Linked DNA regions of Manis pentadactyla: region 1 is linked to region 2. A link is a contact called in public Hi-C data. All regions are on one chromosome and are shown on one strand. The core of a region is the stretch at or near the end of the contact, and the rest is flanking DNA. Distances in the headings are between cores, read along the strand shown. Region 1 holds the start of HDDC2 (HD domain containing 2). Region 2 holds the start of HINT3 (histidine triad nucleotide binding protein 3).

Evidence for each region. A called contact is a pair of places that touch in the nucleus more often than the background predicts.
Region 1: a contact with region 2 is called in a Hi-C map of fibroblasts, with 6 times the contacts expected there. The contact joins the promoter of HDDC2 here to the promoter of HINT3 in region 2. A contact is called at or near these places in 2 of 3 Hi-C or Micro-C datasets (fibroblasts and skin fibroblasts).

The regions. Positions count from the first base shown.
Region 1 is chr12:64,546,693-64,552,267 of mManPen7.hap1, forward strand. HDDC2 (HD domain containing 2) reads left to right here and starts at 2,207. Exons shown (of 6, transcript XM_036903895.2): 1 at 2,207-2,433; 2 at 3,578-3,699; 3 at 5,378-5,480. The coding sequence starts at 2,350.
Region 2 is chr12:63,942,522-63,947,920 of mManPen7.hap1, forward strand. It overlaps HINT3 (histidine triad nucleotide binding protein 3), which reads right to left and starts at 3,075. Exons shown (of 5, transcript XR_005028512.2): 1 at 2,687-3,075.

The DNA of each region.
Region 1 (5,575 bases), core at 957-3,456, 600 kb after region 2:
TCAAATGCTGGGAGATATACCTGTGTGACAGGTGAGCCTTCAACCTGGGAGAGGGGTTCTTGACTCTGATACAGAAAGAATTCATGGGCAGGTTGAGCAGGTACAAGCAAAGAGCAGTTTAATAAAGCAAAGTGCACTGTCAAGGAGGGAGTGCAGGTGTGCTCCAGAGGTGAGCAGCACAGCGGGTTTGGATTGGATGGTCTCATAGCTGGAGTTTAAGCAGGGGTGGAATATTCATCAGGTTAGGTGGGGTTTGGGGGATGGGGGGATTTCTGGGAAATAGGGTGACAACCTCTTTTTGTCCTTAGATGATCTGCCTTGGAACTGTCATGGTGCCAAGGGGTGTGATTCTCAGTATGCTAATGAGCATATAATATATTTTGAGGTGAAGTTATAGTCAACGTCTCCTCCATGTTGGAACCAGTCAGTTTTGGCAGGTCTGGTATCTATACCCTCCCTCCCCACATCCCATGAGAACAGTTTACATGGAATCTTTAGAATATAAACAATTATCTAACCAAATGTAAACACCAGCCAAAGTCCCCAACCCCCTCCCTGCTCCTGTCTGGCTATCTTCCTACTACAATAATTAAATAAATTTTTTACTTTTCCTCAGGAACCCTCTTACACTGTTGGTGGGAATGTAAATTAGTTCAACCATGTGGAAAGCAATATGGAGGTTCCTCAAAAAACTAAAAATAGAAATACCATTTGATCCAGTAATTCCACTCCTAGAAATTTACTGGAAAAAAAACAAGAGCCCTGATTCAAAAAGACACATGCACCCCTATGTTTATCGAAGCACTATGTGGTACCTATACACAGTGGGATATTATTCAGCCATAAAAAGAAAACAAATCCTACCATTTGCAACAACATGGATGGAACTAGAGGGTATTATGCTCAGTGAAATAAGCCAGGCGGGAAAGACAAGTACCAAATGATTTCATTCATATGTGGAGTATAAGAACAAAGAAAAAAACTGAAGGAACAAAACAGCAGCAGAATCACAGACTCTAAGACTAGGGGTTACCAAAGGAGAGGGTGGGTGGGGAGGTAGGGTGATGGGGATTAAGGCACATTATAATTAGCAGGCACAATATAGGTCGGTCTGGGGCAGGCAGTACAGCAGAAAGAAGACAAGTAATGACTCTACAGCATCTTACCACGCTGACACACAGTGACCTCAACAGAGAGGGTGAGGATTTGGTAATATGGGTGAATGTTGAAACCACAACGGTGCATGCTTATGTGAAACCATCATAAGGTTGCATATCAATGACACTTTAATTAAACAATTTTTTTACCTTTCCCCTGACTTCCAGATTTATATCTCTACTAGGATTTCTAATGGAAATCTCAAGCACGTCTTAAACTTCTGATTCCTCCCCTTCCGACAGTTTACTGTTCCTGGAGTTTCCTCCAGCTCAGTAAATAGCAACTCCATCCTTCTGGTTGGTCAGACCAAAATTTGCGGAGTCATCCGTGACTCCTCTCTCTCATACTCCCATGTCTGGTCTGTCACAAATGCTGTTACCTCAACTTAAAACTACACCCCAAATTCAACAACCTCTCACCACCTTCACCACCACCACCCAGGCCCAAACCAAAATCATCCCAAAGAATTGTTTCAAGTCCCTTACTGGTCTCCCTACTCCCTCCTTGCCTCATACAGGCAACGCTTTCTGCCTGAGTCCTTCAGTGAAGGGGGTCCTAAAATGTCTTTAAAAATTGGCACCATTGGTTGTTGAGGGAATTAAGGCAGATCCTGACCAACTTTTTGGCACAAGGGCTTTTTCAGCACTTGGGATGTTGGGGAGGTTGTTGATTTCATCACAGGATTGTTTTAACCAATTGGCCGCTTTACCGCCATCTCCAAAGTCCTTGCAGTACTTGCATCGCTGCTTCACCTTTCCTCCTGCCTCTGCTAAAATGTTTATACAGATTACCCACCTTGAAGTGGGGCGCCTTATCCCGTCCCCTAATCAGAAGCTGAGCTGCTGAAAGACAAGATTTTGGTGCAGTACTGCTTAGCACTCCACCTCCACCCCGCCCCCCCACTGTAATCTCTTTAAAAGTTTGTTGGAATTCAGTGGAGTGTAGCAAACAACTAAGGCGTGCCTAGTGTGCACCAAACACCGCGTCTGCCACGGCCGGCGCCATGCCCAAGGGGCAGCCTCCGAGGCAGGAAGGTGGCAAACCGGGCGGAAGGGCCTGCGAACACCAGCGCGAGACAGCAGAGGCCCGAGAGGGCGGAGAGCGGAGGCGGAGGGGGCGGGGAAGGGGTGCAGCGTCAGGCTGCGGCCGCGCGGCCGGCTCCGCCCCGGCCCTTCCCGGATCGGAGGCCGCATGGCTCTGGCTTCCGCCGCGGCCCGGCGCGGCGGCGGGGCTCGGAATTTGCTGCAGTTCCTGCGGCTGGTGGGGCAGCTGAAGGTGAGCGGCCGTTCGTGGCCGGCCGGGCCGCGCGCGGGGTAAGGCTCGGGCGGCCGCGGGGCGACGTGGCTGCGGAGTCTCCCCGGGCAGCGGCCTCCGGCCGCCCCCGCCCTCCCGCCGAGGGACTGAGCCGGAAGGTGCCTCCGTGGGCGGACGCGCGGCTCGGCGGGAGGCGGAGAAAGCGCGTCGGCGGGGAGGGCGCGGCCGGACTGCTAGGCCGACCCCGGCCGGCGACGTCTACACGGCCTGGGGCTGTGCACGGCGGGGCCCCCGGACAGCCACCGGCGCGATGCGTTGCGGGGCCTCGGCCCGGCCCGCGTCTCTCCTGGTGCATTTGGGGCTCGCGGCCTTACAGCCGGGCGGTTGGGGTGGGGCGCGGAGCAGCGGATGGGCGGGCAGATTTTAAGTGGGTGCTTTAAATCTGTCTCGCAGCTATTTCCGGACACAACACAACTTCTTTTTTTATTTTGTATAGTACACGCTGGATTTGCATCATGTGCGTCTCCACCCCAGCCCAGTTAATGATTTTGCAGAATTTCCTTAAGTTCAAAGCACATTATCGGTTTAATGCCACTACCATTGCTGTTTATACAACACTTTGGAAAGGTGGACTTCGAGGAGAAAAATGCAGTCTCACAAGGTCACTTCATGATCTGAATAAAGAGAAGAGTCAGGACTCGTGACAATTAGCAATACCTTTATCCTTCCTGCTTCAGAATTTGGAAGTCTGTCATTTATTCAATAAGTTCAGAGCTTTCACCACAATGTTTTCTACTTGTGTTCGTTGGGACTGAAAGCAAAATGTCCCAACTCTTGTAATATGAAAATAAAATAGTCGACAGTTTGGTTTTATGACTGAAGGACCTTGTATATGTTCTGTAATTTATGTATCAGTAATGCAGACTAACTTGGTTATTGGCCTTTCCTACTGAATACTTGGCGAATCATCTCTTCTCATTCTCTGGCCTCACTGGTTTATTTGATTCCAGTTGTTGATCATTTTGGTCAGTTAAGCATTTTTTAATATGTTCTGAAACAATAACCCTACTTCTGTGCACTATTCCCTGGACTTCTCTTGAAGAGCATAGCAGACAGTTAAAACATGTATTTTTATAAATTTCTTTCTCTTCCTCATTTTCATCAGAGAGTCCCACGGACTGGCTGGGTATACAGAAATGTTGAGAGGCCAGAGAGCGTATCAGATCACATGTACAGAATGGCAGTTATGGCTCTGCTGACCAAAGATGACCGTCTTAACAAAGACCGGTAAGCTGGCATGAACTTTGATGCTTGTAAGGATCTTTGGTATAGGGATGTGTACCATTTTCCATACTAATGCCTGTGTCTAATTCTTGTAGGTTATTTTATGTGTTAAGAAAAATTATTTAAGGTGAACCATACGATTCAGACTGTGGGAAGGAGAACTATGTGTGTTGATTGCTTCAGTGTGGTAAACTGCACTCAGGGTTTTCTCTTGACAAGTATCGCTTGGCCTCCAGGAAACATCACTGTGGTATATTAGGGCCTCCAGGGCCATGAGGGAGAGTGTGTCATATCTAAAATTCTCTCATGGTGTTAGTGCTCTATTTGCTTTTATCTAGTCCCTGTTATGAATAGTAGCACCCATTTGTGACGTGGCTTTTTGGAATGGCACTGGCGAAGTAGAGCTGAGAAAGAGGTATCCTTCCTCCTTGTGTTAATTTGCAAGTGTTTAAAATGCTTTTGCAGCACAGAACGAAGTTTGCCAGAAATATAAGATGGTATATAAACCTCAAATGAATTTACAGAGGCCCAAAGTGGCTTCTACAAAAGGCACGAAATACGTTTAAGAGAATTAGCAAGGTGTACTAACAGGAGAGATCACCTGTTGTTGAGTGATCTTAATGTTGGGGGCGAAATCTGAATTGAGCTTTAAAGGGTTGACGAGATAGAGAAGTAGAAGACACGGCACGCAGAGGGAAGGGCATGGCATAGACACCAAAGCCCTGGCGGTGGGGCAGTAAAGGTAAACTTTGCAGATGATAAGTAAAACCGTATGATTGCAGCAACAGTTCAACAGGGAGTCTGAGGAGCTGTGTTACTCTGCAGATGATGTGGAGCTGAGATTTTGGCAAACAGTACAAGATGAATGTGGTGTTGAATGGAAATGAACTTAAGACTAGCCTGAGAGAGAGACTGTAGGCAGGGACACCTACAAGGAAGCTGTTAGGCCTCTACCATTTTTGGTAATAATGGGAACATAAAAACAAACTGGCCTTCTGGAGCATTTATCTCATGATCTGCCTTTGTTATTTTGAAGATGATTATCCTGATCGCTAATCATTATCACTAATAATCATAGCCATTTGTTGAATGATCAGCATGTGCCAGAAATGTGAATTATCAAGTTTACTTTTCATACCAACCTTATGAAGTATTACTGTTCTTTTTTTTACAGATAATAAAATAAAAGCTTACAAAACTGTTTAAAGAAATTAAGTAACTTGGCAAAGGTCACACGGCTAATAAATGTTGGTTGCTATAGTCGAACCTAGATCTGTCCAGCTCCACCCATTTCTCTATAAAGGGCCTTATTTGACATCTTAACTAGTTTACTGGGGAAATGATTGTTTCTGAAGTTTGTATCAGTAAGTAAATACTGTAGCCAGATCCATCTCCTGGCTTTGTAAAGTTATCAATATTTAAAGTGAGAGTTGAGGAACTAGCATTTAAAAAAAAAATTCATGCTAACAATTATAACAATTATTATGTTGAATATTAACTAGTAGTTGTGATTCAGCTCTATTGCAGCTTTGCAGAATATAATTACCTTAGAAAATACTGCATTTAAGTACTCTGTGAGGGTAAAGAAAGAAAAATATATTATATAACTTCAGAATAATATAGAGAAGGAACTTGAAGTGAATATAACTGTGTAATTATTCACCATTTCTTGCCTGGTCAGATGTGTACGCCTAGCCCTGGTTCACGATATGGCAGAATGCATCGTTGGGGACATAGCACCAGCAGATAACATCCCCAAAGAAGAGAAACATAGGCGAGAAGAGGTCAGTGTTGATTGTTGACTCCATAAGAGATCTCCAGAAAAGCCTCAAAGCAAGGCTGTTGATTAGACCGATTGCAGTTAGGGAGAGCACCGCCT
Region 2 (5,399 bases), core at 1,825-4,324:
GAGATATGCAACTTTCTGGGTACTACTGGAACACAAACATGTATTCTTGCTTATGTTTTGTATTATATGAACTATTGTATATATTCATCCTGTGCCCCCTATTTAGGGTACAAATTAATTAAAAGATTGACCATGTCCAATTTCCTGTATAAAAATGTCCCCAGTCTCTTCATATAGTTTACTCTGAGAATGTTCCTAACAAAGAAAAAAATTTAAACACATCAAAGTCTTCACTGTTTTAAAAAGCTTTCTGTTGACTTCCAGTTTCTTCTGGAGTTACCACTGCCTTGCTGTCCTCCCCAAGACTTCCATCTTCCTTGAAAAGTTGTCCATGTTTGCTGTCTTCAACTGTGCACCCCCAGATTCTTCTCATTTGACTGCCATCTACCTTCTGCCTCAACAAATCCATTGCTCTCCTTGAAGTCAGTGACCGTCAGTTTGGGGACAAAACCAACCCTGATCTAACCCGGCCTTTCCACAAGCATGTAGGGGGATCACCTAACTCAGACTTGACTAAGGAAGGCTGACGCTGCTGCTGAAACTGCTGATAAATTCTTTCTTCTGAAAATACTGCCTTTTCTTAGCTTTCCTAGTTTTCTATTTCTCTGTTTCTTCTCTATCCCCTTTCCAGGTCCTCTTTCTCTGTGCCTCCCTTATGAAGTTACTGTTCTTTAGTGCTCTGTGTAAGCCCCCTTCACTTCTTACTCCACATGTATTTCCTGGGCGATCTCTTTAATTCCTCTTCTCAATTTCCATCTATGAACTGGAAGTTCCCACAACCTGGGCTGGAGATCCCAAGCTCTCCAGAATGCCAGACTATCTAACCATTGTATGCCTCACACTCACCTCCAACTCCTCGACTCCAAACTGAACCCATCACTTTGCTACTTCCTACCACTCTCCTGGACATCTGTTTTCCTATATTCCCAATCTTAATGAAATGGTACCACCACTACCAATTTACCCTAACCAGAAATTTGTAAATCATCCTTGACTTCCCCACTTCTCTTCCTCATTCTCCTACACTGATTTAGTAAATCAGGGTTTTTCAACTTAGGCACTGTTGACATTTTGGGGTCAGCTAATCCTTTGTTGCAGACGGCTGTCCTGTGCATTGTGTAATGGTAGCAAAGCTGGACTCCACTCATTAGGTGTCAGTAACCCACCTCACTCCCCTGCCAAGTTGTCACAATCAAAAGTGTCTCAAGATATTGCCAAATATCCCCTCGGGGAGCATTTACCCTCAGGTGGGAACCCCTAGGCTATATCAATCAACAAGTCCTGCCTGTTTTAACTCCTAAATATCCTTAAATTGATCCACTTTTCTTCATTCCCACTACCACATTCTTATGTCAGGCCTTCATCAGGAAGCTTTACTTCATCAGTAGCCTCCTAATAGGTCTCCGTGCCTCCACACTGGTCCTCTCCAAATTATTCTCCACAATAGTACCAGGATGATCTTTCAAAGACCAAACCTCTTGATGCCACTACTCAAGCCCCTCCCATCCCAGCATTAAACACTGTGAAAGTTTCTTTCACTCTTCAGTTAAAGATAAAACTCCTTTACATATATGACAACACCATAAATAATGTGGCCCCTTGTTTACCTCTCAAACTTCATCGTTCATCACTCATCCCTTCAAACTCTATGCTCCAGTTAGACTGAATTTCTGTCAGCTCTATGGCATGATCCAAACTTCTCAAGGTTCTCTCCACCTACGACGTTATTCTCCTACCTGGTCAACTCCTACTTCTGTCTTCATGTCTCACTTCCTCCTGAAAGCCTTCCTTGGCCCTTCAAATCTAGGTTAGGTGCCCCTCCCACAGCTTTGCAAAATACTGCAGGTGGTAAAACCACTTCACCACAGCACAGGGCATTGCGATCAGCTGCCTCATTTGTCGGTGATACTGACAGGAACTATTCTTCATTCTGTTCACCACTGAATCTCCAACACAGGTGTTCAGCATTCAATTAACTTTTAACAAATGAATACTGATTACTCCAAAAAACAATCTTTGGAGTTTTTGGATTCTTTCAAAAAACTGTTTTTGTGTGTGTGCGTGTGTGTGTTTTTTTTAAGACAAGTAGAACTGGTAGAGGCAAGCATGTACTGAGTATCTCTTTTAAAATTCCGGGGCAAAATCTTAGTTCTATGAAAATGTGCACACATTCCAATTTGACAACACTCCTACCTAGGAACTGAATGCTTCAGTGAAAATCAGAGGCTACTATATAGTAGCTCAACCTCTGACTCAATATCCCCCGTTTACTTCCAGTCGCTCTAACAAACGAGCTTTTCATGATACCACTACCTATCTTCTACTAGTTTTCTCCGCAGTATCAGTATTACAGTGTGCAGAATTTAAAAGCAGTGTCTAGAAATTCGAAGTATTTGGCTTTATCACCACACTTTCTCCCCTCCGAACAGCAGAGATGCCGCTGCAGACACTCCCGCTCGGGGAGCAGCAAGGCCGTCATCACCGCGAGGACACCCAGCCTGCTCCGGCCTCACCCACCAGGGTCCTCCCCACCCCAGGCCACACGAGCGAGGCCTCCCTCCCTCCCGGGAGCTCTGAGGGGTTGGCGGCACAGCCCCGCCCTGGCCCACGGTGGCAAGGCGTCCCTGCGGGGCTGCGCGGGGATCGCGTCGCCGACCAGCGCTCCCGGTCGCGCGTCCCTACCCACCTCACAGTAGAGGAGTTCCGCGCCCGGTTCCTGCCGCCCCGCGATCCGGCAGAACACGCACTTGCTATTGCAGTCCTCCGGCTTCGGGGATCGTGCGACCACCTCGGCGGCCTCCGCTGACGACACCGCAGGTTCCGCAGTTGCTGCCGCCTGACAGGCAGAGCCTGACGCCACGGTACCGCACTCCTGCTCCTCCGCCATGGCACGTGCCCCCGGTGACCGCGAGTCTCCGCTTCGCCAGGACGACTGGGCCAGAGCAGAGTCCGCCTTCTGCACCTCCTCGGTTTTACCTCGAGGCGTCGCCCCTCGCCTACTGCTGGGGAGCCCGAGTTGGGCGCACGCGCTGATCCAGGCTGCCGCCAGAGGGAGCGACTCCGTATTGGGCCTCAATACCGGGGCCAACCTCGAAGCCGGCAGCCACCAGGGGGCGTGCGAGTACGCGCGATGGTGCTACCGGGAGGAGCCGGCGGCGGCGGCGGGAGTCGCTCCGCCAGCGGCGTCTCGCTGGTAATGACGCAAGACGTCCGCCGAGACGCCTTAGGGCGCCCTACGTAGCAGTGACATCACCGGCGCGCTCTAACGTCGGGCTAAGTGGCACTTGGGTATTTTCGAGGGCCTTTCCGCAAGCCTGTAATATATCCGACCCCAAGTGTATTACACCGTTCGTTAAAGAAAAAGCTTTTAAAAACCTGCTCTTTTAAAGAGAATGAACAAAATATTTTCTTTTCAAAAGACATCGTGTTTGATGGTTTGTGTATTAATTTTCAGTCACAATAATCTTAGCTGCAAACTGAACTTCACATCTCTGTTTACTTTTTGTTAACAGTACCAGCTAGCTCAAAATAGTGGCTGTTATCTGACATCCCTCATAAACAGGTAAATGCAGAGTCCTGTAGTTTATGGTCTGAAATATTCCAGAAACTCACTGCCAATGCCTCATTATGCCTCACCTCCACTTCTGCAATAACCTAATAGGTTTCCCTAGTTAAGGAACTGATTACCCTGTCACTGGAACAAAAACTGTTCAGTAACTGTTTTGCCCAAAATAAAATACCAATTCCTTAGACTGGTATTAAAGATGGACAGTGATTCGACCTCAGCTTTTCATTTTATGCTGAACACCTAAAATATCTCAGGTATTTCTCTAATTGTCAAAATAAGCAAAGTTGGTTTTATAATCCCCACTATAGAGATGAAGAAATAAACTCGAGAGATTTGGCCCATACCACACAACTAATTAGTAATAGTGATTGAGTTCGGATAAAGATCTAACTCCAGAACCCACCAGTCTGTCTGAACACAGAACTCCTTTTTTAAAATAGAAAAATTTCTTAGACTAGCTTATTATAATAGTTGTACCCTTGGTATTTGTTGACTTAGAATATACATACTAACTAACAGTCCTCTTTGTTGAATTCAGTAATGTCATTGAGTGAATTTATGTTGTATTAATCACAGTTTTATAATTTTTAGTTTTACGTATGTGTTCAAGACGTTCTTCATTGCTTTTGTGGTTTGCCAGTGGTTTGGGGAACCACTGTCATACCTTCATAGCCCCTCAGGGACCAAAGGCAGGGTTCAGAATCAGCACATTACTTTGCCCAACTGAAGTATCCACTATTTTCATGCATGTAGTACCCCTTCACCTCACTCTGATTTTTTTTAAGGTATTATTGATATACACTCTTATGAAGGTTTCACATGGAAATACAATGTGGTTACTACATTCGCCCATATTATCGTGTCCCCCCCATGCCCCATTGCAGGCATCAGTGAAGCATGAACTTTTTTTTTCAGCTTGTTAGTACAGTGAATTACATTTTTAATTTCTGAAAGTTAAACCAACCTTGCATTTCTTAGATAAATTGCACTTCAGCGTGATTCTTTTAATATATTGTTGGATTCTATTTGCTAAATTTTTTTTGTACCATTAATCTACAATTACATGAAGAAGATCATGTTTACTAGGCTCCCCCCTTCACCACGTCCCCCCCACATACCCCGTCACAGTCACTGTCCATCAGCATAGTAAGATGCTGTAAAATCACTACTTGTCTTCTCTGTGTTGCACAGCCCTCCCCATGCCCCCCCCCACACACACTATACATGCTAATAGTAATGCCCCTTTCTTTTTCCCCACCCTTATCCCTCGCTTCCCACCCATCCTCCCCAGTCCCTTTCCCTTTGGTAACTGTTAGTCCATTCTTGGGTTCTGTGCTTCTGCTGCTGTTTTGTTCCTTCAGTTTTCCTTTGTTCTTATATTCCACATATGAGTGAAATCATTTGGTACTTGTCTTTCTCTGCCTGGCTTATTTCACTGAGCATAATACCCTCTAGCTCCATCCATGTTGTTGCAAATGATAGGATCTGTTTTTTTCTTATGGCTGAGTAATATTCCATTGTGCATATGTACCACATCTTTATCCATTCATCTACTGATGGACACTTAGGTTGCATTCATATCTTGACTATTGTAAATAGTGCAGCAATAAACATAGGGGTGCATCTGTCTTTTTCAAACTGGAGTGCTGCATCCTTAGGGTAAATTCCTAGAAGTGGAATTCCTGGGTCAAATGGTAAGTCTATTTTGAGCATTTTGAGGAACCTCCATACTGCTTTCCACAATGGTTGAACTAATTTACATTCCCACCAGCAGTGTAGGAGGGTTCCCCTTTCTCTACAACCTTGCCAACATTTGTTGTTGTTTATCTTT